7 separate regions of the Mus musculus genome follow, and all the other regions are linked to region 5. The links are chromatin contacts, called in public ChIA-PET, Hi-C, HiChIP or PLAC-seq and promoter capture Hi-C maps. All regions are on one chromosome and are shown on one strand. Each heading gives the region's core, a stretch centred on a gene start, on an enhancer-like site or on the middle of the called end of the contact. The rest is flanking DNA. Distances are from core to core; before and after follow the strand shown.

What was found. Promoter capture Hi-C pulls out the DNA fragments that hold promoters and counts their contacts. Hi-C and Micro-C count contacts between places; a contact is called where the count stands out from the background. ChIA-PET counts read pairs in DNA pulled down with a chosen protein or histone mark. HiChIP or PLAC-seq counts read pairs in DNA pulled down with a chosen protein or histone mark.
Region 1: a contact with region 5 is called in a Hi-C map of CD4 T cells, with 3 times the contacts expected there. The contact joins the promoter of Rexo4 here to the promoter of Inpp5e in region 5. A contact is called at or near these places in 1 of 484 Hi-C or Micro-C datasets (CD4 T cells) and 1 of 9 other capture datasets (liver).
Region 2: a promoter capture Hi-C map of liver shows a contact between it and region 5, with 5 times the contacts expected there. The contact joins the promoter of Fcna here to the promoter of Inpp5e in region 5. A contact is called at or near these places in 3 of 39 promoter capture datasets (hippocampal neurons and liver).
Region 3: an H3K27ac HiChIP or PLAC-seq map of thymic regulatory T cells shows a contact between it and region 5, with 4 times the contacts expected there. The contact joins the promoter of Paxx here to the promoter of Inpp5e in region 5. A contact is called at or near these places in 3 of 39 promoter capture datasets (the 3T3-L1 cell line, hippocampal neurons and liver) and 2 of 115 datasets of contacts at active chromatin or transcription factors (pancreatic cancer cells and thymic regulatory T cells).
Region 4: a contact with region 5 is called in an RNA polymerase II ChIA-PET map of memory CD8 T cells, with 17 read pairs. The contact joins the promoter of Abca2 here to the promoter of Inpp5e in region 5. A contact is called at or near these places in 3 of 39 promoter capture datasets (hippocampal neurons, liver and pre-B cells), 2 of 115 datasets of contacts at active chromatin or transcription factors (memory CD8 T cells and pancreatic cancer cells) and 1 of 9 other capture datasets (liver).
Region 6: an RNA polymerase II ChIA-PET map of memory CD8 T cells shows a contact between it and region 5, with 59 read pairs. The contact joins the promoter of Traf2 here to the promoter of Inpp5e in region 5. A contact is called at or near these places in 4 of 39 promoter capture datasets (the C10 cell line, the HPC-7 cell line, hippocampal neurons and 1 more) and 3 of 115 datasets of contacts at active chromatin or transcription factors (embryonic stem cells, memory CD8 T cells and pancreatic cancer cells).
Region 7: a contact with region 5 is called in a promoter capture Hi-C map of pre-B cells, with 2.7 times the contacts expected there. The contact joins the promoter of Slc2a6 here to the promoter of Inpp5e in region 5. A contact is called at or near these places in 3 of 39 promoter capture datasets (hippocampal neurons, liver and pre-B cells), 1 of 15 datasets of contacts at CTCF or cohesin (embryonic stem cells) and 2 of 115 datasets of contacts at active chromatin or transcription factors (bone marrow-derived dendritic cells and memory CD8 T cells).

What each region holds. Positions count from the first base shown.
Region 1 is chr2:26,961,793-26,965,955 of GRCm38.p6, forward strand. Rexo4 (REX4, 3'-5' exonuclease) reads right to left here and starts at 2,594. Exons shown (of 8, transcript NM_207234.2): 1 at 2,260-2,594; 2 at 591-931. The coding sequence starts at 2,526.
Region 2 is chr2:25,626,497-25,630,678 of GRCm38.p6, forward strand. It overlaps Fcna (ficolin A), which reads right to left and starts at 1,478. Exons shown (of 10, transcript NM_007995.3): 1 at 1,253-1,478; 2 at 940-1,053; 3 at 782-835; 4 at 471-506; 5 at 145-180. The coding sequence starts at 1,340. Fcnaos (a long non-coding RNA gene) reads left to right here. Exons shown (of 8, transcript XR_003954003.1): 6 at 2,458-2,615; 7 at 4,177-4,182.
Region 3 is chr2:25,459,254-25,463,058 of GRCm38.p6, forward strand. It overlaps Paxx (non-homologous end joining factor), which reads right to left and starts at 1,841. Exons shown (of 7, transcript NM_153557.1): 1 at 1,534-1,841; 2 at 1,402-1,462; 3 at 1,192-1,241; 4 at 914-1,104; 5 at 756-821; 6 at 522-606; 7 at 235-448. The coding sequence starts at 1,658. The coding sequence ends at 409.
Region 4 is chr2:25,427,318-25,431,360 of GRCm38.p6, forward strand. It overlaps Abca2 (ATP-binding cassette, sub-family A (ABC1), member 2), which reads left to right and starts at 1,282. Exons shown (of 49, transcript NM_001368624.1): 1 at 1,282-1,518. The coding sequence starts at 1,453.
Region 5 is chr2:26,407,195-26,411,501 of GRCm38.p6, forward strand. It overlaps Inpp5e (inositol polyphosphate-5-phosphatase E), which reads right to left and starts at 2,025. Exons shown (of 10, transcript NM_033134.3): 1 at 573-2,025. The coding sequence starts at 1,393. It overlaps Sec16a (SEC16 homolog A, endoplasmic reticulum export factor), which reads right to left. Exons shown (of 30, transcript NM_153125.2): 30 at 2,237-3,759. The coding sequence ends at 3,691.
Region 6 is chr2:25,545,638-25,549,391 of GRCm38.p6, forward strand. It overlaps Traf2 (TNF receptor-associated factor 2), which reads right to left and starts at 1,303. Exons shown (of 11, transcript NM_009422.3): 1 at 1,225-1,303. It overlaps Gm35476 (a long non-coding RNA gene), which reads right to left. Exons shown (of 4, transcript XR_866044.3): 4 at 2,288-2,428.
Region 7 is chr2:27,026,689-27,030,648 of GRCm38.p6, forward strand. Slc2a6 (solute carrier family 2 (facilitated glucose transporter), member 6) reads right to left here and starts at 1,310. Exons shown (of 10, transcript NM_172659.2): 1 at 1,129-1,310; 2 at 453-615. The coding sequence starts at 1,217.

The DNA.
Region 1 (4,163 bases), core at 1,344-3,843, 560 kb after region 5:
TCATAAACACACTTCCCATACCAGTTCCCAAAGAAATGTTCTCCTTCCCCTTTGCCCGCACCCTCCACTGTATAATCCCAGACCAAGGTTTTCTTTAGGTTTAAGGGAAGGCAGGAAAATCCTAGGCAGCAGGAAGCCAACCTGCCTTATAAGCATATCCCATCCAGGCTAGGTGTTATCACAGTGCTCATTAAGCAGGCAAAAGACACTAAGCAACACATAGTGCACTTCAGTCCCCCTAACTGTACAGATGACCACACTGAGGATAAAAGGATGCAAGAAAGCCATCAATTGGCAAAAAGGCAGGACTGGGTTTCACAGGAGTCCTTCTGGGTCCAGCACACACTATGAAAAAGTTTTTGTTGGCTCTTACCTTGTGCCAAGCTCTACACTGGGGCCCAAAGACACAGTATTATCTGTATAATAGGGTCTGCCTTTAGCAGCCCACACTCTAGGAGAAACAAGGGACGAACAAACAAATATCACAGGGTTGGGTAGAAGACTGTACCAGGGCCGAACGGTGGTGGTGAAGACAGTGGATCACCTGTTTCTGTGGATGTTCCAGGCACCACAGCAGAGTTGATACTTACTCAGTGGGCGTGGGCTGATTCAAGATAACAGCTGCCTCCGTAGCTTTCCACTTAGGCTTGAGAGCCCCTTGATGAGAAGAGATGTCACTATATGTCCTCTTCTTGGCTCCTTTCTTCTGCTCTGTTCCAGAGGTATCTGTGGGAGGTACTAGTATCTTCCTGTCCGTAGGTGCAGATGTAACAGAACCCCTAGTGCTCTTGGCCTTTTCTGTCCTCTGCTTGTCTCCCTTTGATTTATCTGAGGCCTTTTTTCTGTTCTGCTGGATTATTTGGGGGTGCATTTTGTCATCCATCTGAGAGACAAGAGGTTTTTCTGCGGCCTGTGACTTTTGTTTCAGTAGCTAATGGAATCAAAATTAAATATAAGCCACATTTATTATTTTGTTAAAAGCCACATTTAATTTTGAACTGACATACCACAGGTTCAAGAAACTTGTGTGTACATCTATTCTATCATCCATGCACTTCCCATCACCACTAATGGTGCTTTTCACTTCTTTATTTGGAGTTTCACTTAGTGACTTCCATGGTCAACACTGTGGGACACAGTGATCACTTCCGTTATCTCTGGAGGCGGCTACAGCTCAGAATCTAAGGAAGACCTGGAGGAAGGGAGTTCAATGGAAAGAAAGAAGTCCTGTGAAACCAGATAGGGCTGATCCATGTAGAGGAGAGGTCCAGGAGACCAATTTCTTCCTTGTGTTCAAATCTCCAGTTAAGACCACAACAAGATGGCAACCAGCTGAGAGATGTTGCAGTGAGTTTCTACTTATTCACTCCCCTAATACTTAAAAGGCCTGAAGGATTTAGATTCTTGTAGAAACCAGAGCCAAATCCAAGTTTCCTTTAGTAAACATGTCCTCCCTGCACACTTTACTTTCTTGGGAGAAAGAACAAGAACCAGCATACACAGCCCTGACTGTCCACAGGGTTTGGCTGCTCCTGGGTGTCCTGTTGGAAGATCCACACTAAGGAACAAGGTGGAGTGTTGTTATGGAGGCCAAGAAATTCCTTATTGTCTTTCTTACTGAGGCTCCATGACATACACTCCTCAAGACTCCCTAGAAGTCGACAGTGAAGGCATATTCAGCACCCCAGTTCTGCTGTTTACACCGTATGTGACCTACTTTCAACTCAAACCCTGTAAGTTATGTGTCACAATTTCCCCGTCTAAGAAACAAGGGCAGTAAAAGCATCTAACTAAGCTGGGCGTGGTGGCGCACGCCTTTAATCCCAGCACTCGGGAGGCAGAGGCAGGCAGATTTCTGAGTTCGAGGCCAGCCTGGTCTACAGAGTGAGTTCCAGGACGGCCAGGGCTACACAGAGAAACCCTGTCTCGAAAAAACAAAAACAACAAAAAAAAGCATCTAACTAGTATGGAAGAATTTATGAATGGGGGTAGGTATAGAGGCTCAGGACTAGGGAGGCTACCTAATGTAGGAGGACAACCACTAGTGTGGGTATACCCTGAGCTACAATAGTTCCAGAACCACTGGGCCAGAGTTCTGGGACATAGTTTAAGACGTTGCCAGGGTGGCAACCTAGATAAGTGATTCATAATTGAGAAAAAGAATTTGAATGAAGCAGAGGGCAACATCCCTTCCTCCTTCGGAGTCTGTGGCTACCTGACAGAAAGTTCGGGATGAAGGTGGCCTGTCGCCGGTCTCACCTCTTGCAACGCCTTCCAATTTTGAGAAAAGTTCTCGGGGGCCTTCGGCGGTCGGCCTGCCACAGCCGCCGGGTGGCTTCCCGGAACCCCACTTCCTGCCAGAGCTTTGCTCTTCCTGAACTTCTTCTTGGCTTTCTTCCTAGCGAGCTTCCTGATAGGCCCAGGTTGGGGCACCGGCGCGGTGGCCTTCGTCTTCATCTCCCCGCTCTCCGCAGTCGGAACCACCAGGGAAGAGACCGCGACTCCAGCAACCGCGCAAGCACACATTTCCCAGGGTGCAAGCGTGCTCCACTGCGCATGCGGGAACCCGGGTTGCTGTTCTCTTCGCGACCTGCTAGAAACCGAGACTGCATCTTTGGTTCCGCACGTATGCGGACTCTGCGACTAGCCCGCTAGTTAGCACTGGGGGCTGACAGCCCTGGCTAGCAGCGCTGCGGTTGGATACCCAGAGTTTGACGGAAGGGAGCCCAGACCTTCACAAAGATCTGGTGTCCCGGAAGGCCGCAAATGAGGAGACTCTGGGACACCGGAAAAGGCTGGGGGACTACTCTCGGTGTGGCACTCACGGGGGTACGGAAGAGGCGGAGGCGGGTCTTGTGTAGGTTGCCCTATGCACAACCACACACTGCGAATACCGAAGCCTTCCCCACGTCTCTGGTTTACTGACTGCAAAGGCACGCCAGCAGTGTCCGATATTAATGATAAAGCAAAATTTAATTGTGACTATATACGTATACATATACATTCTTAATCGCAGTGTTAATGACCAGCAATCTATTCTTGATCCTGATAGTGCAATACAGATGGGGCGGTCACAGTTGAATCGTTTGCCCTCGGGTTTCTCTGACTAGAGATAAGCAGCAAAGCCAACAGACCACGTAAGAAGGTTTGGGAGACTTGGTGGTGGCTGTTAGGAAAAATATCCAATCAGGACACCCCCTCCCCGGCACCCCCCAAGACCAAGTTCTGAGCACAGAGAAGGCTAGGCAGATTCCGCAACACACTTCAAATTGGCAGTTAAAGAGACTAGGCCTAAGGTATGGGCAAGTCCAAGCAACTCGATTACTAGTAGAAAAAAAAAAAAAAAATCCAGGCTCTAGCCTTCGCACCTGTTGGTATTCTGTCTGGACTCCACCCCCACCGAAACCTGGCAACAGCCAGATATGCTCCTCCACACAGTTACCTGGTAGCAGCTAGGTAGGACTGACCCTATAAAAGGGGCTGCTTGCCCCCTCATCCCTCTCTCTTTCTCTCTCACGCTTTTGCCTCTTGGCCCCTTGTTCCCCCCTTTCCCCATTCCCTTACCCCCTCTCTCCATATGCTCATGGCCAGCCTCCAATCCTCTCCTCCCCCTCCCCCTCCCCCTCCCCCTCCCCCTCCCCCTCCCCTCTCTGCCTTTGTCTCTACTACCCTCTTAACTCCCCTCCCCATGCCCCGAATAAACTCTATTCTATACTATACCGTCATGTGGCTGCTCTCTCAGGGGGAAGGGATGCTGAGGCATGGGCCCACTGAGGCACACCCTTCCCCCACACCCTGCCAGAACAGATCTTAGTAGCTCTTTCTCTTTTTATGATCACAACAGCACTCACTCAGATAATGGTTCTGGAATGCCTAGAGATAGAATAAGATAAAGCCCATCTACCCCAGAAATCCAGTGCGCTTTAAATCGAGCCTTCAAGCTCACTTGATGGTCTCTCTATCTTAGCAATGGGAGACCCCAGCATGCTGGACTTCTGCAGAATAAAACACTCTTTGCGGTTACATACTATTTGAGTCCAGGGTGCCAGTTTTGGGGGACCCTTACAAAAAGAGATTTATTTGCCCCAGAGGGTAGGAAATAAGAGACATAGATATGAGAGAGAGAGAGAGAGAGAGAGAGAGAGAGAGAGAGAGAGAGAGAG
Region 2 (4,182 bases), core at 228-2,727, 780 kb before region 5:
GGATAGGTCAGGGTGCTGGCTGGGAGGCTGGCTGGGCCCACAGATGCTTCATGCTACTTCAGCCCCCGAAGCTCACTCTTCTTCACTCACAACCAGAGGGTAAAGACACTGGAAACGTTAGAAGAGACTATGGGATGTACTTACCCAGAGATGGCGCAGCTCCTGTATCGCCTTTCTCCCCTGGAGGAATACAGCATACTAGCCTTGTCCCAGAGCTGGAATCCTGCCACATCCTCTCCTGTACCCCTCCCAGCTTCCAGCCTCTCCCCTAGTCTGTGAGCCCCCAACATTCTGATATGCATAATGATCCGGGGAGACTTTGGGGACCCCTGAAGTAGTGCTTCTGGGAACACCCACCTTTCTTTGTATTCAAGACTCCCCTTAAGCCAACAAGACCCTAATCCCATATTGCTCCATGTGGAGCTGTCCTTCCTGGTCCCTTCCTAAGGAGACTTGTTTACTAGGCTCACCTTTAACTCCCGGGGGCCCCATGGTTCCTGGCTCTCCTGTAGACAGAAGGGGCATTCTTACAGTGCTGGTTCTTTTTCACTTCAGTGTGTGTGTGTGTGTGTGTGTGTGTGTGTGTGTGTATCCACCTATGTGTCCATCCATGCGAGCAGAACTTGTAGGAGAGAGATCTGAATGCCCAGCCTGTAGGAAGGGGGCAGGCATGCATCTGGACATAGGGGAGGATGGTGTGTGGGCTCAGGTGCTACTGGCACCACTCTCAAGACCTGTCTGGATCTTAGGCAGATAGACCCATGTGAGAATTCCCTCTTACCTTTGCTGCCGGCAGGTCCCATCTTTCCTGGGCTGCCCTGAAAGCCCCGTTCTCCTGTAAACACAAGGACTAAACTGGATCTCATCTCCTAGGTAGGATTGGAGGGAGCTGGGCCAAGGGGAGGCTAAGGGGAATCCCTCTCCCATCCAGATTGCTACCTCTTCCAGCAGGGCTTCCAGGCTCCCCTTTGGGCCCAGGTGGGCCAGGAAAGCCAGGGCAACTTTGGATGACAACCACCTTGTCCTGGGCCCCCAGACCTACGACCTTAACATCTGCATAGAAAAAAAAAAAAGAGGGGTGGCTTTGGAGCAGCATTGAAAACCACAGCTCTCCGTACCCACTAGCATTCATGCAGCCTGTCTCTGGATGTGTTTTCAGGCTGCCCTTCTAAAATGTCCCATCTCCTGCTGCCACATGTGCAGGCATATGCAGGTATGTGTGTGCCCACACTTCTGAGCAGACCCCTCTCACCTGGACAGGCACCTCTCTCCTGACCCAGGGCCTGGGAGGGACAGAGACAGAGCAGTCCTGAAAAGGCCCACAGCGTAGGCCACTGCATTGCTCTGGGTACAGCAGCCACTCCTTGACTCCCTGGCTCTGGACGGAGGCTGAGGCACTGATGAACGAAGTGAAGACCCTCACTGCCTGGATTCCTCACGGCTCAGCTTTTTCTCCTGAGAAGGAGTGCAAGTTAAAACCAGGCACACTTCCTGTGTGTCACCAGATGGCCAGCGCCACACCCAGCAGTTCCCTGTAGCACATGAGTACAGTACTCACACACTCAGCACACTTTCCCAGTCAGCACTGGGGATTCGGGGCATGAGGACACCACCTCCTTCTCTTCCTTCTCCACCTTCCTCTTCCTCCTCTACCTTCCTCTTCTGCTTCTCTCCAAAGAATAGATTCCCAAAGAACTAGCTCAGAAAGGCAAGGCTGGCCAAAGGCGCCTACTGAGCTCCCAGAGCCAAATGCTGAACCTCTCAGCCTCCCATCCATGGATAGCAGACAGAAGAAGCCTTCCTGAGAGAGTGTGAGGCACTGGCTGGGCCATGAAAGAGCTGAGCCTGGCCCTCCAAGCCAGCAGAACCCTCGTTCTCACTACCCTGCCTACATCCTTTTTTTTTTTTTTTTTAGATTTATTTATTTTATGTATATGAGTGCTCTATTTGCATGTACACCTGGATGCCAGAAGAGGGCATCAGATCCCATTACAGATGATTGTGAGCCACCACATGGTTTCTGGATATTGAACTCAGGACCTCTGGAAGAGCAGGCAGTGCTCTTAACCTCTGAGCCATCTCTCCAGTCCTGCCCTGTATACCTTAATACCTACCTACTGCAAAGTCTGGCATCGGCCTGGCTAGGGTTTATAGTGAGCAGGGAATCCATAGGGACCTGAGTGCCTGCAGGCCAGACTAGGCCAGCTATGCTCCCCCATTCCTTCCCCAGCACGCCTCCAGGCTGCTGACCTCCCTCTGTCCCTCCAGGCCGCTGACCTCCCTCTGTCCCTCCAGGCTGCTGACCTCCCTCTGTCCCTCCAGGCCACTGACCTCCCTCTGTCCCTCCAGGTCGCTGACCTCCCTCTGTCCCTCCAGGCTGCTGACCTCCCTCTGTCCCTCTAGGCTGCTGACCTCCCTCTGTCCCTCCAGGCTGCTGACCTCCCTCTGTCCCTCCAGGCTGCTGACCTCCCTCTGTCCTCACTGGCACCAGTTCCTACAGGAAGTGCTCTTTCCTGCCCCAGGCCTGAACCCTGAGGTTCATCGGAGTAGCCAGCTCTCTAACAGCAATGGCTTCCCCCATCTCCAACTGCAGCAAGCTGAGCACAGCCCAGGCGGTAGGTGTTTTAAAAATAACAAGTCTAGGGATGTAAATGAATAAAATAATTCATTAAAAAATGTTAAACCTAAAAGAGTCTAACTTTTCCAGCGTTATCCCCTTTCAGCCAACTTTACACCTGCATCATTTTTTTTTTAGATTTTATTTTTATTTCTGTTTAAAGATTATTACTTTATGCGTAATGGGTGTTTTGCCTGCACATATGTCTGTGTACTAACTGCATGCCTAGTGTCCATGGAGGCCAGAAGAGGGTGTTGCATCCCTTAGAGCTGGAGTTTACAGGATGGTTGTGAGCCTCTATGAGGGGGCTGGCAATTGAATCCTGGTCCTCTGGAGGAGCAGCCAGTGCTCAGCTGCTAAGCCATCACTCCTGCCTCTCGATTTTATTTGTGTGTGTGTGTGTGTGTGTGTGTGTGTGTGTGCATGTACACATACATGTGTGCAGGTGCCCGATGAGGCCAGAATAGAGTGGCTTCCTGGAGTGGGGATGTCAGGCAGTCCTGAGCCACCTGACTTGAGAGCTGGGACCTCTGCAAAAGCAGTATTGATGAGCTGTCTCTTCAACCCTGCCAATCACTTTCTTTTTCCTTGGTTTTGGTTTTTTGGAGACAGGGTTTTTCTGTGTAGCCTTGGCTGACCTGAAACTAGAGAGATTCACCTGCCTCTGGCTCCTGAGCACTGAGATCAAAGGTGTGCACCACCGCCTAGCTGATGATTAATAAGTGATTAATAATAATCACTTTTCTACACTGTGCAGTTGAATTATTTTAGGTTTTTTTTTTTCTCCTTAATTTCTAAATTTGGATAGGAATGGTGTCATATGCTTCTAATCCTGAAACTGGGGATGCAGAGGTAGGAAAATCTCTACTATTTTAAGGCTAGCCTGGTAGACATAGTGAGTTTCAAGTCAGTCAGGGCTAAATAGTAAGACTCCATGTAAGCCCCCTTCTTTTTTGAACTGGGTGTGAGGTGTAGCTCAGTGGTAGGATGCTAACATGAAGCACTGGCTTTGTTCCCCACTACTTCTAAAATAAGACAAAAACAAAATAAAAACTTCACTGGGAACTTATGAGGAGAAATTCCTTCCCACTTGAGTTCTATCTATTCCATTTAATGTGGTTATAAGATCACTGTGGTGTATTTTTCTGTAGTTGATAATTCTGTGTGCGCACATGCATGTGAAGGGCAGAGGTCAGCCTTGGGTGCTGTTTCTGCTCACATTGTCAATTATTTATTTGTTTGTTTGTTTTTTTAAGGCAGGGCTTCACTGTGTAGCCTGGCTGTCCCAGAACTACCTATGTAGACCAGGCTGGCCTTGAAGTTCTGCTTGCTTTTGCCTCCAAGTGCTGGGATTAAAGATGTGTGTCACATGCTCAACATCTGTCTACCTTTAAAATAAAGTTTACTATTGTCTGTCTGTCTGTCCCTATGTGGGCTGTGATATTGCTTGTGAGGGTGCAGGGATGTGCCTGTCACTATTCATGTATGGTCAGAGAGCAACTTTTGGGACTCGTTTATTGCCTTGTACTTTGTTGAAGCAAGGTCTTTTGTTTCTGCAGTGTTGT
Region 3 (3,805 bases), core at 591-3,090, 950 kb before region 5:
CTTAGAGAGTTCTGGCTCTACCAGACCAGGACGCTCTCAGCTTCTGTGCTGGCCACGCAGAATCAACACAGTAGGTCTGAGAAAGCTCTGCTGCCTGCCTTAAGACCTAGGCGGGAGAGCCTCCTGGATGCCGAGAGCCTGATGCATCTGTTTGCCTCCCAGGGCTCCACAGTACACCAGAGGGGTCTTCTCGTGCCCCCTCCCCAAGGCCAATCTTCACAACTCAAGTCTGGCCTAGCATCTCTCCCCGAGGGAGCAGTTTATTTGACGGAGAAGGGATGAGAGGCACCTTTGCCCAACAGCAGGACCACAGGGGAAGTGAAGCAAGGGGTGTCTCTGATTAGGGGGTCCTAGATCTCCCCTTTCCTTGCAGGCAGGCTCCTGGCCAAGTAACAGGCTTTGCTGTCCTCAGGTCTCATCAAAGTCTACACCAGCAGCTGGTTTCTTACTAGAAGACAAGAGTATGTAAATACATAGAAGAAAAGGAAGGGACCAGGGCAGGGGAGACAGGTGGCAAGTACCTTTTGAAGCCAGGGTTAATGAGAGACTCCCCTGGACACCGTCTCCTGACCCCAGGCCCAGAGCTGCCTCTCTGGTGATCAAGTTCTGCCAGAAAATAGGATCAGGGAAATCTTGAACTCCAAAGAACCCTGGCCAGAACTCTGTCCACATGGAAAGATTCTCCCATGAGACATCTGGAGAGGCAGTTCCAGAGAAAGAGCAGCCCCAGCCCACATGCCAGGCCCACCCCTTACCTGGTAAGAACTGAGTGCCTGCTGGCTGGGTGTTCTTCTTGGGGCTAGTGATGGTCTCTTCTGCAGCTAAGAGAGAGTCGTGGCATCTCACTCAATGCCAGGAGGGTCTGCAAAAGCATGCCCCTGAGGGAAGGTACAGGTGCCCACACATACAGTACCTGCCAGCCGCCTCTCTAGGTTGCATACATGCTCTGCCAGGCTGAGAGTCAAAGCCTGCAGCCTGGGGGCTGCCTCCGGGCTGGGCACCTTGGAGAGGTCAAAGGCCAGGGCAGGGGTATCCCCTGAAAGGGTTATCAATGCTCTGTCTTCTTGCAGGCTTACAGTTACTGCCTGCTGTTGGCAGGCTGCCCTAAGGAGGGAGATGTGTGTTATGGCCAGGATGTGTTAGCACTACCCCAAGCTTCTCATTCACATGGCCTCCCTAACTGGAACTCACCTGAACCGGGAATGGATATCTTCAGCCCCACTTAGGCCAAATCGGGCTTTCTGCTGGGAACAAGGAATTGTCACTAACCCCGCCCAGGACCCTGGACCCACTGGACATTCCAAACTGCCCTACCCTGGAAATGCTATTAGAACCACTGCCACGGGGAGGGGGAGGGTGGCAAGCTACCAGCTGTCTCCTATCCCCAGCACTGTTACTCACGAGCCTCGCCAGGCTGTCAGGCGAGAAGCAGGTGCTCCAGAGCTCGGCGGCGTCCGTCACACTGGGTGGGAGGGGCTGTCAGGCACCGTGCCCGCTATGCTCCCGCACCCCACATCCCTAGACTCCACTCACTAGAGGTTGAAGTCGTCGCGGTCCCCGTCTCCACCACTATCCCGCTCGCAGTAGCACACCAGGCGGGGGGAGCCCGAACCCGGCGGCAGAATACAAAGCGGCAGCGACAACAACGGAGGAGCCATGACAGCAGGGCGGTCTCGCCGCAGGAGCCAAGTTAGATGTGGGCTGAGGGCGCCTGCGCAGAAGTACAAACTCGGTGACTCACAATCTAAGGTGTTCGCTCGGCGGCGGAACTTCTGGTTTCTGGAGGGACGGAAGGACGAGGCGATGGGCGGTACTCAAGGTTGACATTGTTTCCGGGTACCAGGCATTAAGTAAGAGGCTGACTAAAGGGCGGGGTTTAGCACGTGGGGCGGGGCGGGAAGCACTCGGAGGGCGGGGCTTAGCGCATTAGCTACTCAGTGCTATTCTGGGCTCTGTTCTTTGGCCCTTGCATCCAAACAGAGATCTACTATGGTCTCACTCCTTGTGCTCTTCCGCTTTTCTGGGTCCTTCTTAGCAACATATCTGCCGCTCTTCAATGCCGGTCTTCTTTCCTATCTATCCCCCAAGGGCTTGTACTGCAGGGCCTCCAAACTGTTGGTCACTTGTCCCTTCCTGTCACTTTAGATATAAACACATCTCTTTCTAAAGCTGAGTTGTAACAAACCAAAATACAAGAGTAAGTACAGTACATGTGGAAACGTTTGGAGATGCAGTTTTCTCCCGGGCAATACCCTCCCATTGTCTGAGTCACCACCCTCTGTGTGATACCTGTCAGCCCTGAGGACACCTTCACCAACAGGAGGTCTCTGGAACCTGAGATCTAATGGGAGAGATGACTAGTCCGACAGGACAGCACTCACACTGCAGCAAATGCTCATGAGAATCCACACAGGGCCTGCATAGTAGGGGCTGATGCCACCTGCAGAGAATGGAGCCCAGCAAAGGGTGTGCTCAGGAGGAGGCCTGATGGGAACAGAAGTCTTCCCAAGGCTGTGGAAGAGGGCTAGCATGAACCTATGAGAACCATGGTGAGAGTGGTTAGTAACTTGGTGAACTGTGCTAACATTTGAAAAGTGCCATCAGCCAAACATACTCAATTCCCACTTTCCTCTAGTTTTGCTCAACCCTGCTGAGGCTCCGGACTAGAGCCTTTGCGTGCATGGGTTTTTGCCTGTCTCCAGCCGGGTGTACTTACCTGTAGTTCTTTTGAAAGTGTCCTCTTGAGGATCCATGTAGAACATTTCACCTCTGCTCAAGTCTCCATCCCTCTCTCCCATGTCTTACTTTCCCTGCTTTTCACTGTGTACCGTACATCCTGGTTTTAGGAGTTTCTGGCTCAGCCTTGATGTCTGCCTGCATCTCCACCATTGTCTGACCCCCTCCTAGAAGCTGCATCTAAGGTCTTGCTTCTATTCTAGCCACTGGAATATGGCAGAAATGATGTCTGTCATTTCTCCCATCCCTACTGCATTGCTCACCACAGCACAAGGCAACCCAGGAAAACCTTTGATATTAAAGTATGGAGGCCTGCCTGTGCCAGAGCCAGAGCCAGAGCCAGAGCCAGAGCCAGAGCCAGAGCCAGAGCCAGAGCCAGAGCCAGAGCCAGAGCCAGAGTCAGAGCCAGAGCCCCAGAGCCAGAGCCAGAGGCAGAGGCAGAGCCAGAGGCAGAGCCAGAGGCAGAGCCAGAGCCAGAGCCAGAGCCAGAGCCAGAGCCAGAGCCAGAGCCAGGAAGCAGAGTCCTGTCCAGGCCTCAGGTCTGGGAGATGGTGAACGGCATCCTCTTCCACTCGAGGGGCCTGTCCCAGACCTTAAGGACCTGGAGATATCGCTGCTTCTTGTTCTAGGCTGCTAAAGTCTGCAAGGATTTGTTTCTCAGCCTCCCATGGAGCTGCTGGTTTTGTTTGTTTGCTTTGTTTTGTTTGTTTTACCAATTTGAGTGAAAAACTTTAAACCGACTACAAAGCAGAAATAACAGCATAATGAGCCCCAGATGGACGAATTATCAACATTTTGACAAATTTACAATCAATATTTTTATTAAATTCTATTTTATTTTATTAATTTTTGCATAATATTCACATTACAGGTGTCACTGAACTATACCCTCAAACATTTCGGGACAATTTTGTCTCTTCAAACATTGGTACTTCAGGGCGTGGTGGAACACACTTGTAAATCCAGATGGAAAGGCTGAAGCCCAAGGATCCCAGGTACCTGCTCAGCAGGAGTACACAACAGGGTCCTAGCACACACACAAAAGCCAAACAAGTTATACTGTGTCCAG
Region 4 (4,043 bases), core at 32-2,531, 980 kb before region 5:
CCTGCTTTCCAGCCCCTTTTGTGCAGTCTGGCTAGAGCAGGGAGGCCTGATCTGGTAGTCACAATGGATGACTGTGGTAAATTTTCACAGTTGTGATGTCTCAGCATCATTTTGAATATAAACCTAACTTTCTCAGGTCAGAATTAGGGCTCTCTGACCTGTAGCAGTTTCCGGTTATGCACACCCAGCCCTTCACGTGGTGTGTCTAGCTCTTCATACCTGGTAAGCATTTCTGCTGCCCTGCCCGCTGGGCATCTGCCTCACCTGCATGGAAATCGCAGGTGGACTGCAGTGACCCCAGGCATATGCACCTTACGTGTTCTAAATTCAGTTAAAACTATGTAAGAAATGTGTTTGGATGATACCCTGGACCTCAAAACAGCTGTCTCCACCTGCAGAGAGAGAGAGAGAGAGAGAGAGAGAGAGAGAGAGAGAGTATTTTGGACAGGGTCTCATGTTGCGCAGGCTAGCTTTGAATTCTCTATATAACCAAGGATGACCTTGAATACTTCATCCCTTCTGCCTCTGCCTTTTTGATGCTGGGATTACACGTGCGTGGTTGCTCTCTATTATTTATTTTATTGAGATATGGTCTCTCTATGTAGACCAGTGTGGACTTGAACTCACAAAGATCTGCTTTTCTCTGCCTCCCTGAGCTGAGCGCTGGGTTAAAGGTAAATCTGCCATGACCTGCTGTTGCTCTGCATTTTGATAATCTAGGTAAACGCCATTTCATCAGCAGGTGGTGGCTCGTCTATGAGGAACACAGAATGCTTTTGTGAAGGTGGTCGAACTACCGCAGTCCCTCTCATCAGGCTCCTCTTTAAAATATCTAAGTCACATCGTGTTGTTGCACCTCAAGCCGCGATGGGATTCTCCTAACGGACCAATGTCTCTCCTCTAAATGAGTGACTGACCCTGCTTCCTGTCTCTACAAGTGAGGAGGGTCAATCTAATGGTGACCAAGCCTCCTTCAGTTTTCCAAACAGGACAGTAAACACCTTGGGTACCCCTCTGCGTAAATCTCTCAATTGGAGACTCATATTTGGAATCTCCTGGGAGAAGCATAGGGTACCTGCGTTCTCCCTAGACCTCGGAAAGGTGCGAGCCGGGATCTTGGTTTAGATGGGGGCTGTGAGGGATCTTGGAAACACTGCATTATGGGTCCAGTGAGCAGCGAGGCCTAGTGCTGTGCGCAGGTGCAGGCGGGCGCGGGCGCCCCCTGGCGGCTACCCGGGCGCAGAGACGCCTTTAAGTGGGGGCGACGGGCGCGGGCGCGACGAGTCTCTGTAGCTGCGGCCGCCGGGGCGGAGCCTGCGAGCAGCAGGTCCTGGACTCTCGAGCGCCCCGCCCCCGCGCGGGCGATGCCGAGCGGCGCGGCCGGCAGCGGGGCCCGGCGGGGCGCGCAGAGGACAGGGCCGCGGCGCTGAAGCGGCGGAGCGCGGCCCGGCCATGGGCTTCCTGCACCAGCTGCAGCTGCTGCTCTGGAAGAACGTGACGCTGAAGCGCCGGAGCCCGGTGAGCGAGCCGCGCCCGCCCTTAGGGGCTCGCAGGCCGCGCGCCCAATTTGCCGGTGCGCTCTCCGCGTGCACGTGCAGTGTCCAGGCGCGCGCAGACCCCGGGAGGGCGCCACCGGAGACCCTGTTCGGGGCCGGACGATTCCGCGGGCTTCCGGGCCTCCGGCAGTGGGTTCGGCTGTGCCCTGGTCCGCTGACACTCGCAGCGCACGGCTGAGTCACGGGCCGGCGCCCTCCGCAGCGCTTTCTGGCAGGCTGGGGTGGGGGCAGGTGGTCCCTGGACTTCAGCTAGAGCTAGGTGCAGGTTCCTGGTCCAGAGCGCTAGCTGGGACACACCATTCAGCTTAGGGACTCAGAGCCCTGGTCCCATCATCTCTGGGGCCCCCATAGGAACCTGTCTTTTCATTCCCTTTACTGGTACTCTGCCCTTGGGCAAGCACCTTAGGCTGAAGCTGGTACCAAACAGCCTTCGCCGCCGCTGCTACCGCCCTCCTCCTCTTCCTCCTCCTCCTCCTCTTCCTCCACCACTACCACCACCACCACCACCACCACCTTCTCCTCCCTTCATCTCCTTTCCTAACCCATCCTGGCAAGTCACAACCCTTACTCCTGCTTTCTCATCCCTGGGAATGTCCTTGTTGTGTGGACTCAACCTGTTAAATCCCAGCACCCTTTGGGGCCAGTTTCTCCTGAGGCTGCTCCTCTGATTTCTCCTGCCTTGGGCCTCTCTTGGGGCTGGGTTCTGCTGAGCTTCTTAGTACCTGTCTAGGCCAGGCAGGGTATAAAGAGTGTTGGGGTACGAGTCCTGTGTGAGGAGCAGGATGCCAGGCACGGATGGCGTTTGCAGTGTTGGTTTTCATCCCAGTCCCTGGAAGAGCAAGGGCATCCAGAGAGTCCTGGGCCAGCAAGAGTGTCCGAGGGCCCTTGGGATTTTCCAGGATGGAGACAAGAGAGTGCAGGACCTAAAAGAAGGGCCTTAACCAGCTCATACCCAGGGACCCCTTGGGCAGCAACACTCCACCTATGTTCTTTGAGTACTTTAGATTCATAATAAGAAACTCTGGTCTGTAGGCAGGGTGGGTAGCAGTCATCACCACAGCCTGGCAGAATTCCCGTGGGCACCTGGCCCTGGCTGATTGCCAGGACTGGGTACATTCTCTGTTCTGGTTGGCTGGTGTGGGGTCTGAAGGGGCAGCCCTGTGACTATAGCTTTTGAGTCCCTGGGAAGAAGGGACACAGAGTGTATGTAGGCATGCCTTAGTGCTAGCTAGCCCAAAGTTGCTTATCAGGAACACCCCTCAGGGCTTGGGAATAGAGGCCACAACATAGTTCCTGCCACAGCAAGTTGGGAGAAGAGTCCAGCTGTGTGACAGTCAGTTGGAGGTGCCCGTTGCCTTTTCCCTAGGACTGACCCCTGCCTGTTATGTGGATCTGTTGGGTTTTCCTGAATTCGCATGCTTCAACATTCCCAGAGACCAATTAGACCACAGAGGAGATCCATAACCTATGGCTGAGCTACCAGCAGTGGCTGTCTTCTTCCAGGAAGACAGTTTTTGCTGGTGTCAGGGGTGTGCCCATGCAAAGCTTGTGATCTGGAGGGGACCTCAGGACTTCTGCCCTGCTTGCTTCCTTCGCTCAAGTACTACCCTGCCTTGTTGTAGGGACATGGGTAGTACATGGGACATGGGTCCACCCTGGCACCCTTAGGAGGATCACCAGTATAGAGTAGTTGTGGTGGAAGCTAACATCACACGTGGGTATCACCTGCTACCCTCCCCATCCCCCATCACAGCGAGCACAAGGCTGCTCAGGCCCAGGGTGAGCATGGAGATATTGGGGCAGTGTGGAAGCACGGGACTTGTCTTGAGAGACAGAATCCCTAGGTCACTTGCGGTCACCTAGGTAAGACAGGTAGCGCTGGACCTGTGCTGTGAGCCTGTAACCAGATGCCCCTCTGTTGCCCTCCGCCTCCCAGCTAGGACTCTTTCTCCCAGCAGCTCATGCGCAGCCGTTGCTATAGTGATAGGGGAGCCAGCCTGGCCTGCGCTGCAGTTACTCGGGCAGAGGTGCCCAGGGCAGGGCAGATGTGCCTGTGGTCGGGTAAGTGTGGGTAGGGCTGTCTCTTGAGCTGTGACCCCTGCTACTCTGTATGCGTGAGACACCGTGTCCTGCAGCCCTGGGTGTACATACCACCTCCTCAACTGGCCCTGGACTCCATCCTGGCTGGAGAGGAGGTGGAGGCTGGCACAGGCTGAGGCGGGTGAGGGTATAGACAACACAGCAGGGTGTTCTGATCACAGAGAGCTATTGTCAGCACAGTGGGCACAACCAGGGACAAGCTGGGCACGGACCCACACCACTCCTGGGAGGGGCTTCAGAGTCTGCTTCAGATGGTGACGAGGGTGAAGGAGACCTGAGGCGGAAGAGCCATGGAGGAGGACGGCTTCTGCAGGGCTGACCCTCTCTTTCCTGGGATCTTAGAGGCAGGAGCTCCCAGTCTATTTCCTGGACTTCCTCCCTGAGCTG
Region 5 (4,307 bases), core at 775-3,274:
AACAACAAAAAACAAGTACAGCTGAAGAAACCTGTGATCCTCCACGCTAAGAAACCAAGGGACCAACTCAGACACTCACTGAGATAGCTGCCCGGCAGGACACATGGAGATACAAACTACGTGTACAGTGAGAGTGTGAGGGTGTGCTCTCATTTGCCTCCGTAAAGAATGAGGTAGACAAGCAACTTCTACACGTTCAAAGTGTCTGTGGATGACACTGAGCCCCAAAGAAAAGGTTCTGGAAGGACATAGACAGAAGGAGAAAGGCATGATTTCTGAGAGAGGATGGGTGATCTGTCTTATTTTCCATTTCCAAGTCTTAGGCATTCTCTATTCGGATCCATTCACATAGCCCCTGGGTAGCTAGTTCTTTTATATCTATTTATGTAGATGGTGGCTCACGATAGCCCAGACTGGCCTTGAACTTGTGATGATCCAACCTCAAGTCTTTTAAGATCTGGGATTACTAGCAAGAGCCACCATGCCTGGCTCAGTTTGCTCTTGGCCTGATGAGATGAGGGCCTCTGATGACAGCCCCAGAGCTCCCTCCCCCTCCCCCCTGAAAGCCCTACCTGCTTCTGATGTCCTTGGTGCGGATGGGGGCCAGAAGGCTGAAAGATCTGGCTGAGTGAATGGAGTGATCGTCACCAGCCAAGGGGCTCCGGGGTCTGCTAGGGCCCAGGTTGCTGTGGGCCCTGACCAGTCTGGTCTGCATGCGGAGCTTGTAGTCCGTGTGCTCGGGGTCAACCTTGTTTGCTGTTCTCAGGGAGCTGGAGGCTATGCTGAGGTCCATAGCTGGTGGTGTGTGTGAGGCATGCAAACTTGCCAACCTGGAGGGGGGCCCACCTGAGGCAGCATCTCTGTGCAGGAGGTCCAAGGAGGTGCTGATCATTCCAGAAAGACAGTCACTCCACAAGGATGGGCTCCCTCCCTCACTGCCTGTGGCCCTTCGGGACTTAGGTATCTCCTGCAAGGATGTGCTGAGGCAGGGCAGGGGACGGCTGTAGGCAGGGGACTGGGCTACTGAGTCTTGCAAGGAGCCCCTGCAGGGACTGGCCCCATTCTGGACAGTCAGATCCTCCTGACTACCCCGGAAACGCCTCCTTCTCCAGCCCTTGTCATCGAGGGACAGGGTTCGCTCCAACTTGGGTCTAATGGGTGGCTGTGGGGTGATGAGATTTGCCTTAGTTTGTGGGTTCTGGTTGCTTGTTTTTGCTGGAATGCTGAAAGGAGGCATGGGGTTTGTCTCTGAACCCTGAGAGTCAGAGGCTGGTAAGAAGCCTGGTGTTGGGATGAGCTTCTTTTCCGTGTTCGGAGGCTGTCCCTGGAGCATTCTGCCTTCTAGCTGCCCAGGTGCCTCAGTGTGACGCAGGCAAGCTGACTTGGATGGCATAGTCCAGACCTGGCCAGCCCTGACCCCCTCAGCCTGGCCCTCCTAAGGAAAGGGATCCTCCCTGGGAGGTTAACAAGCAACTCTTGTTGTCAAGGATGCACGTCAGAGTTCGCCAGCTCGATGCCATGAAAACTCGAGTGGCTCCCTTTGTGGCATGGGGCGGTCCTTTTGGAGGAGGGCCTGTAGCTGCATGGCTGGAGACTTGAGAGTTCTCACCGATGCCTGAGGAAACGCAGAAAAATCTCTTGGCTCCCCGAAGTCAGCTCGCTAGTCTTAAAAGCGACTTCGTGAGAACAGGCGCCAGGGGGTCGGGGCTGCACTTCACGGAGCTGCACAAGTCTGTCCAGCACCCCCGGCCAGCCCTCCACCCCGCCGAGGCAGAGTAGGGCAGCGCGCTCAGCGTCCTAGGCTCACCTGCGCCCTCCGTTCGGCAGCAGACCCGCCGCCGGACGCCCGAGGTCTGATTCAGCCGGGCCCAGCGCTGGCGGAGGCGGACCTAGGCCAGTCACGGTGGCAGCTGGAACAACGACTGCGGCCCCGTGCCTCGGCCCCCGCCCCCGCCCAGGGTTCGCCCCAGCTCAGTCTAGTGGTCACCCTGGCTCAGGTTCCGTTCTGTAGTCTTCCGGAGAACTGCCCGGCCCAAGACCCTATCGCCGCCACAGCGCCCTCTCGCGGCCGGAGGACCACAGCCCGGTGCCTGGAAGCCACGCCCGACACGAGCTCCCGCCCTGCCAAGCCGCGGCAGGACCAGGCACAGGCAGTCACACCCAATAGCTGCCCAAGGCTCTACCAACACTAAAGATCTCGCTGGTCTGCCCCTCAAAACACAAAGGAAGCCATAAATTAAGTTACTTGAGAGCCCAAAATATTTTATTTAACAATGTGAATTTTGGAAAAATAGCAGCTCCCAGGGAGGAAGCTTCTTGAATCCAAAGTGGTTGGCAGTCAACACAGAGCCTGGGCAGGGTTGAACCAGAGGCAAGGGTCCTGCCTGGTCCCAGCAAGGACACAAGTTGCTACTGACCCACAGGGACAGGCCTTTCTTAATGACAGGAACAGGAGGGTCCAAGTACACTCATCTATGGAACGTCCTGGAAGCCATTCTGTGAGTCTTTCCTAGATGATGCAAGGAACCAGAAAACCGGGAAGGGCTGTACTAATTCCATGTTCTACAATTTCTAAATTTAATACCAAACAAACCATTTATGTTTTCTACCTGCTGATTTTTAAATATTTAACTCTCTTTCCCTTCCTCTTTAGAGTGTAAGGATAGTTTTAGGAACAGTCAGTGAAGCCTTAAAGCTTTGACTCTTATGTGGTGGCAGCTCCTTGAAGTGATATGGGTGAGCCAGTGAGTCGCTGCTGAAGGTCCCTGGTGGGCTTTGGGGTAGAGATGCAAGGTTCCAGAGTGTGCGCTAGGACACCGTAAGCCACTCCAAGATACCACCAAGGCTTTAAGTGCTGTCTGCAGGTGACATTGAGTCAGCTAGAGGGCTCCATACAGACTCCTGGCTAGGAGGGCAGTACGTTGCAGCACACAGCCAGTTTTTGACCTGGTTAATCAGATCAGCAGCTTCAGAATATCAGCTCCCTGGGGCTCTCCCCAGTGACTGAGCCATGACGGAAAGCTCGGAGCAAAAAAAAAACGCACCCAGCACTAATGAGGCCACAGAAAATGGAGTGAGGCTGGAAATGTTGGAGAGACATGCCCTTGTAACCACTTCCTCCCCAGCCTGGGAGCCGCTGCCATCTGGTGACCCTTTGAGGAGCTGGCATGTACTCCCCAGTTCACAGGACAAGGCACAGTTGCCCAGTGCAGTTTGAGGCTCCTCTTAGGCCAGACATCCCAGCAGTCAGTCCTCTCCAGGTAAGCAGACAGCCTTCTCAGTAGCCTAAGGATCCCTGGTTGGTTTGCACCATTTCTCAGGTGAGAAAGGCCTTGGTGTCCAAGTAACTGTGCTCTCCTGTAGTGAATCCCTGCCTAGCCTCTCTGCGGGGATATTCTCAAGTGGCTCAAACCTTAATTTGTCTAAAGTGACTAAAAAAGAAACATTGTTCTTTTACATAAAAGACTTTGAATTAGATTCATTCTATCCAGCATTTGAAAGGAACCTTGAAATCAATTTTTCAATCATTCATATACATAGGCTGCAAGGAAGGAGACACACAGTATGACCGGCTCTGAGTTACTGCCATGTCCATCTGGGATCCACGAGACCTGAGGCAGCTAGTTGGTTCTTGGTGAAGAACAGTTATCTAATCATCTCAGGGTTCCAAATAAGAATCCAGCAGCAATCCTAGTTCAATGCCGCATATTTTCTTTGGCCAATCCTCCCTGGCCTTGAATTTCCCGAGGTGACAGAAGCCTAGAACAAAAGGAACAGCAATGACCTACATGTGTCCATGCCCAGAGGCTGTCCAGCGATGGAGCTACAGGATAACCCCACAGATCAATAACAAATGGGCAGACTCTGTGTTAGCTTCAAGTGTAAGCAAGACCTTCTGTATGTGCCAAGTTCCTGCTGCTCAGCATTTCCTAGCCCACAGCACTGCAGACATGATTTGTTTTTGTTCTGCCAATTCTGTCAAGGTCAAAAGAGCTGAGTTAGCACTACAGAGCGGGGGGGGGGGGGGGGGAGGGGGGGGCAGCTAAGGGTTCACTGAGTGCAAGGGTGGCCAGTGGCCTATAATTTTCTACTCCTGAAAGCACAAGGACGCTGCATGCCACGAGAGAACACTGCATATATTCTTCCTCCCTCACTAGACCTTACTGGGATCTAATCCAAGAAATCTGTCAGAACTATTCAACCACAAGCTCAAAAGAAAAATGAGATCTTGGAGTTGAAAATATGGACAAAAATGTTGATATCAGCAGCCTCATCTGCACAGGGCTTAGCACAGGGCCCAGGCCCCT
Region 6 (3,754 bases), core at 53-2,552, 860 kb before region 5:
GAGCCACCAGTTCAGACCAGAGACACAACTGCTGACAGCACTCAGCCTTCCAGATGTACACACAAGGCTTGATAAAAAACAACCCTTCCTTCAGCTTTTAAAACTCAAGTATTTATAAATCCATCATTAAGTATTCAGCAATAAAGTTAATTTTTAAGACTTAAACATCAATTTGAGATTGCTTGGGGTCTCCACCTGATAACAGTTAACTTTGGGTCACTAAATACCACCTTTCTCAGTCAGTTACGCAGGCAGGAAGGGGCCGTGGTGGCAAGGTCAACTGTGACTTCTCTGGGGGACTGGTAGCCAAGCTAGTGAGTTGCACACAAGACAATGATGACATTGCATTGTGTCCACGGAGCTGAAAGTTTGTTTCTCCGATTTTGGGGCCCGCTGGGAGTACGTCTGTGAGTTCTAATCAATCTCATGTCCTTTCCACCTACTCAGGGCTTCAAGTCCATCATGTGGAATATACACTAGGTCCAACCTCCATTAGGCAGGCGTCAGGAGGTTAAGGGCCCTGGGATCAGTCTCCACACCCTGACACATATGCATCTATCCCATCAACATAGTTTCCAGGGCGGTGGTGGCGCAGGCCCTTTAATCCCAGCACTCAGTAGTTCGAGGCCAGACTACTTTACAAAAAGCAAGATAGTTTCCAGAGAAACAGAGGTTCTGAGGGGCAGAAAGGTGAGATCTGAAAAAATAAAGGAGGACAGGGAAGGTAAACCACCAACAGGGAAGAGGCCTTATGGGGGAGGTGGTGTCCGTGATTTGTGTAGCCGGGTGTCAGAAAAGGCGACGTAAATTTGGCAGACCAAATTTGACTGCCCCATCCAAAAAGCATAAGTGGGTGGGAGGTGAGCGGTAAAAGTGGCCTGGGAGACCAGGTATTCGCTCAAGGCCAGTAAGGGCAAGTGGGGCTCGTGGGTCCCTCGGGCGCGATGCCGGACCGAGATCTGGGGCAGGGACCGTACTGCTGTAACCCCGAGCCACCGCGGTAGGCGCGCAGCCAAGCACCGCTGCGGACGTCGCGAACTTTTCCGGCCCCCCTCCCGCGACTTTCAGTTTCCGGCTCCGCGGCTCCGAAAAGTCTACCCACCCACCTCACCCAGACAGCGGCGGCCCCGCATCTGACCCCCAACCGCCACTCCCACCCCGCGCCTGACCCCAGCCCGGCCGCCGCTGAGAGTAGACCCCCCGCTTAGATCCGCGCCGCCTCACCCAACGGTCTTCGCGCGCCCGGAACTCAGCGCTCGCCGGGAAACACCCCCGCTGCCGCGGCCCGCCCCGTCTGACGGACAGACGCACGCGCCTACCAGGAGCTCACAGGGAGCAGCAGCGGCCGTCGATTTGTCAAATAGGCCGCCTTGACTCTGCCCGCTGACAGACGGAAGCAGGAACCTACCAGGAACGAGCACGGAACCGCAGAGAGCGGTGATTAGTCAGAGCGGCGCAGGGGGTGGGGGCTAAGCCGGTTTCTCCGGTTCCTAGCAAGGTTGTTGAGGAAGCTGCCTTGAGCCTCTCTTCGTGGACGTCAGTCACTTGCAGTCACTTGCCACCAAATGTAACTCGAGTTCGAGCCCTGGGTCCACATCGTGGAAAGAGAGCAGGGGTTTATGCATTATTTAGTCATACACACAAATAGACGAATAAGTGTAATTTAAAAGTTTAAAGAGTTAACATTTCAATGAATATTTGCGAACAAAGAAGTGTAGACAAAAGGGTATACTGTGGAACAAACTGACATACTACAGCTTCCGCGACGAGATTTTTTTCCATCTGTTGTGGGAGAGGTTGCAAGGATGAAAGGCAGGTACAAGGGGAGGGGGAGATGGGTGGGATGGGGTGCATGATGTGAAATGCACAATGAACCAATAAAAAGGTTTTTAAAAAAGTTTGAAGGATTCATCAAGAGCACCTTCAACCACATGAACAGGGAAATGTCCCCCAAGAAAGCTTATGTTTGGAGACTTGAGTCTACGTCAACATGTAGATTTGTACACCTCTGACAATTGTCTATTCTCATCTCTGCAGTCCTGTTAAAAAGGTATTTTAAAAAAATTATAAGTATGTATGTCTGTGCACATGAGTGAAGTATCCAGGGATTCCATACAAAGAGGCCATTGTATCCCTTAGAGCAAAAGTTATAGGCTCAGGGCTGAAGAGATGGTTTAGTGGCTAAGAGTACCGACAGCTCTTCCAGAGGTCCTGAGTTCAATTCCCAGTAACTACATGATGGCTCACAACCATCTGTAATGGGATCGGATGCCCTCTTCTGATGTGTGTCTGAAGACAGCTACAGTGTACTCATAAAATAAATAAATAAATCTTAAAAAAAAAAAAAAAGTTACAGGCTCTTGTGAGCTGGGACCCAAACCAAACTTCAGAACTCTGAGAGAGCTCTTAACTCCTGAGTCATCTCTTCCTGCAAAAAAGAAAAAAAATATATATATATGCTGACACATATCTCTATATATCTCTAGACATCACACACACACACACACACACACACACACACACACACACACGCTACACACATAACCACATATAAACAACACCATACACATATATGTATATACACACAAAGTATTTAGAGCTCACCATCAGGGGTGTCCAACCCACAGCATGTATCCCAGGATAGCATCCCAACATTTGTAGCTGTTATATCACAGTGTGGAAGGATGGACACCTCTGCACTCTACCCTCTGTGTCTTGCCTGCATTCATTCTGTAACTGACTTTAAGAGATACTTATGCTCTTCTCTTTGGCAACCAGTCTCTTGAAACAATGTACCCCAGGAAATTTAATTATTCTCCAGGAGTCTCAGAAGGAGAAAGAAGGCTGAAGCCTGGGGCCAACCGAGGAAGAAACTTGTCTCCTGGGAAGAGATGTGCAGCTTCAGGCCATCTTGCAGGCTAGCCGAGCTCAGACAATGATGGGTCAGTGATGGACAGGACCACACCTTGACCCAGCCTACTTAGTGATGCATACCTCCAGCCTCTACTTGAAGTTAATTACTTCATCCAGGAGCTGGAAGGTAGATATGGTGAAGGCTGTGTCATTGAATCTCTTTGTTTTTCTTTCTAGTATGGATACATTGAATAGATCTTTTCTGCTTTTCACTGGTAAAGTTCACCTCTGATTAGCTTATTGAGGACAAATGATTGAGCAGGGCTTGTTCGGGATGCCAAAACAGGCTCTGACCCTAATAACTCTGGTAGCAGTTTAATGAAGATTGCAAGGATTCTGGGAGCCGAGGGAGTCCAAGTGAGATCCTGCAGCTATGAAAACTGTTCTGGGACAAGAGCTGCTTGCAGCAGGCACTGCTGATCCAACCACATTGACTGCACACCCTTGCTCCTGTGGAAGTTGGAATTCCCCTAACTGAATCAGGAATCCCACCCATAGGACAGCAAAGTTGTCCTCTTCTGCTGAAGTTCAGGCAACTGCTGGGTCACGTAGCTTCCTGGAGCCTTTGGGGCTTATTCACGGTAGTGAGTCCACACCTGTGGAGCCTTCTTTACCAGTGGGAGGAGGTGTTTCCTGAGAGCCCCGAGGAGCCTGAGAAGCTAGCCTGAACGTAAGCTCATTCGCTGAGAGCATCTGCTCCCTCAGGGCAAAATGCAGGTGTGCTCCATGCTCCAGACCTTCCCTCACCCACATCCACCAAAGATCTCATTGGCAACTGTGCCCACAGACCTTAAAGGCAACAGAGCCAGAGACCATCGTTGCCATAACAACCTTAACCATA
Region 7 (3,960 bases), core at 60-2,559, 620 kb after region 5:
TTGAAATGCTCAGGAGACCCCAAATCTTTCCAGCTTTGCTGTCAAGTCGCAGTCCTAACTCAGGGTCTACTGACATTCTAACGTTAAAGTCTTGGGCTCCTGGGCTCTGTTTAGCCACGTTCTGTCCTTGTCCATATGGCACCTCTCATCCCGCTAGCATCTGGTGTGACTGCCTCCAGGCACCCAGGAGGATGTCAGCTCTGCTGTGGCAGCCTGGCTTTGGGTATGGGGTTGGGAAATCTTCCCCTCAGCCCTGGCCCACATCTCTGCAGGATGTCACTTCCTCATGTCACTTGCCATCACCGCTAGCAGACGGGAATGCGTGTTAGGGAGAGATACCGGTGCTCTAGGGGAGGTTCCAAGGCTAGGTGATTTTAGTTCCCTGTGGTAAGCAGGTTGAGTGGGCCCATGCTCCCTCCACTACCCCATCTGATTTAGAGAACAGGCCTCACCCCAAACCAGGATGCCTGGATTTTGTCCAGGTGTAGTGCTGGGTCAGAAGAGAGCTTCAGTTCAGGGATGACTGGAGATGTGTAGACCAAGGCATACCCAAAGCTGAAATTGCCCAGCACAGCGGCGAAGGTAGCCAGGAACACCCTTCTGTTTTTCAAGGCCCTGGTGGGGGATGGGGTAGAACCAAAGGACCAAGGACAAGTCCTTTAAATGGACCCTGAGTTCCCAGACTGCTGCCTTCCCCGAGCCCATGACCATCCAGCTCGGCAGATAACCAGGAGAGGCCTGGGTCCAGGGCCAGTCAAGTTGTCTTCAGGCCTTAGCAGCAGCTCTGGGAAATCCCCAGGCTGTCGGCTGGGGCTGGTGCCCGTTTTCTCCAGAAAAGAAATTGTGGTTTTTGCCTCCTGTTGTGATGCTCAAAGCTTGTTCTGTGATCTTAGGCAAGACCCATGTCCTCCCCCTGTGGCAGGTGGGGATCCCACCCAGTATTCCTTTGGAGGCTCTCTTCTTTATGGTGGTCCAGTTCTTTAAATAGGACTTGCGAGCATGCGGTAAGAAAGAGTCAGATGACTCTTGGTGGCCACTCACCAGAAGTCAGTAATGGCCCAAGATGTGTATCGTCTGCTGGAGATAAGGCCATCCCAACCTCCCATGCCCACACCCTGAGACTCTCACCCGGCTCGTTCTCTCTCTCCAGGAGTCGCGGGCACCTCGGGGAAGGTATCATAGTCGAGTCCCTCGGTTCTTAGCAGGGGTTCCTGCATGGCCAGCGCGGATGGTCAGATACAGCGGGACTCCACTGCAGAGCTAAAGCATCTGCCTGAGCCCTCAGCACAGCAGGCGAAGCTCCGCCCTACAGATGCGATTGGCTGCAGGGCGGCCCTGCAGAGCCGTGCTGTCCAATGAGACAGCCGCACGCCTCGGATGCAGGGTGCGATCGGGCTCCCGGGCGTGTCCCATCGCGTGCGCCTTGAGGCGCTGGATTCTGCCGGGGAAACCCGCTTCTAGGGCAGGGCCGCCTGAGCACCCTTTCGCCAGGCTAAGAGCGTGGACTGCTCCATGGCTGGGTCTGGCTTTATGGAGGAGAAGCCCAGAGAGTCGTAAGCTTGCCAAGGTCACACGGAGGATTGTTATTATTATATATTTTTTTATTATTGCCTTGCTTGGCCCTGTTCTGTGCCCTCTCCCGTCACATAGATGTCACTTCTACACCTGCCACTTCACTTCTCGCCTCCTAACCCTAGTTGACTCCAATGAATCACTACTTTGGGTGTGTACAGTAAGTAGGAGGAGGGTGGAGCAGAAACAATTAGGGGTAACTCCAGCAGGTGCCCTGCGGTGTCTCACCCCATAGCTGTGGACAAACCCCAAGGCTTCTCTCTGCTAGCAAGCAATCTGTCTCTGAGCTACATTCCTGATCTCTGGGATTTCCTGGTTGTCCAAATAGCTTGCACTGTTCAAAATCATTCCAGTAATGGTATAAAATGACCAAAAAAAACGAAACAGAAACTTCTCTAGGAGGTGGAAAAAGCCACAATCAAGATGCCTATCTGTGTCTTTGGACTTTTTCAGTCACAGGAGTGGACTTACTTCCTGTTCACATTTATAAACTGACCCTTTGTTACCAGGCTATTAAAACAGTAAAGGGTGTTGTAGAAGTCTCAGTTCCCCTTTAGAAACACTTCTAGAGAGGACAGTAGAGACCACAAAACTGCTGCGACCCACCCTGGCTGGACGTCTTTCCTTCCTGTGTTTGCCTTGCCTGTCTGTTACTTAGTGGGGAGGTGAACTTTCAGTGAGTGGTGTTCCACTTCACATCCAAGCTGAGTGTGTGTGTGTGTGTGTGTGTGTGTGTGTGTGTTATACATAATTTTGGGAGCCTGAGAGCACTGGCTGCTCTTGCAAGGACTCAGGTTTGATTTCCCAGCCCCACGGGTTGGCACACAACCCTCCTCTTACCTCCATTTCCAGGACAATTGGTGCCTTTTGGCATCAGCTTTTATGTGGTACAGACAAAACACCCAAACATGTGAAAAACTTAAGATATATAATTTTTAAATTTTATGTCTGTCTGTGAGTCTGTGCTCCTGAAGCTGAAATGATGGACTTGTAGGAGCTGGAGTTACAGGCCGGTCAGTCACCAAATAGTAATGGGAGCCAGAGCATATAGGACCTGGTCTTGTAACCGCTGAACCATCTCTTCAGGCCCCTTCCACTCCTTTGTCATTTGAGACAGGGTCTGATGTATTCCAAGCTGGCATCAAACTTTCTAGGTAGCCACCCACTTTAATTTTATCCTCTGGCCTCCACCTCCAATTGGGACTGCAGCCCTGGATTCATTCTGTGCTAGGGATTGGACCCAGGCAGGCACTACATTAACTGAGCCACAGCCCTATCTTACTCTGAGATAAGTTTCACCAGGTTGTCCAGACTGGCCTTTCAATACTCCTGCCTTAGACCACTAAATACTTGGGGTTGTTAGGTAGGTAGTCAGACATGCAATCTTGGTGGCCTTTGAGGACATCTCTCACACAATCAGTTCTGTATCCCACTTCCTGTGTCCTGGCAATGCAGCTTTTAAGGAAATGTCATAGTTGCTCCTTAAAAAATTTAAAAAAAAAAATGGGGGCGGAGGGGAAGGTCTCTCTATTTAGCTATGGGTGACCTGGAATTTACTATATTCCCTGGTGGCCTGCCAGGGATTATTTAAGGACCTTTTTTGAAAATATATTTTACTACATTTTGTTTGTTTATGTGTGTGTGTGTGTGTGTGTGTGTGTGTGTGTGTGTGTGTGTGTGAGAGAGAGAGAGAGAGAGAGAGTGAGTACCATAGAGAGAGAAGACATAAGTGAACAACTGGAGATAATCAGTTCTCTTCTTCTACCCTGTGGTCCCAGAAGCTGGACTCAGATTGTCTAGTTTAGGTAGCAAGCATCTTTACCCACTGAGCCATCTCACCAGCCCAGGACAGAGCGGGTCACTATATTCTGCTGGCAAGGCAAGTTCCCTGTGTCTTACCATGTTTCTTTCCCATGCTCCCATGTGGTCCTTGTCTGTGGGATGTGATGTAGGAGGGTGAAGCCTTTGACAGGCTCTTCTCATTTGGCTCACTGGGATGCTTTCTTTCCCTCACCCACCATTCCCATAACCAAGAATGACCTTGGCTCAAATTTAGGGGAAGAGAGGGGAGCAAAGAGAGCAGCTGGGGCTTGCCCCAATTTGGCACTGTGGGTTGGTCCCTGAAGCCCATGACAGAAAATGGAGGCACTGTTCAGCTTTGACCATGTGTGCTGTGTGTGATCCCAGGCTTCAGGGCCTTTCAGACGAAAAAAATTTACATGTTGCTCGAGTGTGCGTGTGCGCATGCGTGTGGTAGTGCATGCTGCATATGTGAAGGTCAGCGGCCAACTTGCAATAGTTGCTTCTCTTTTTCACATTTGCCTCAAATGAGAGCAAAGTTACACATGGGCACACTGTCCCTTCTTGCCTTTTCTTCTATGGGCTCCT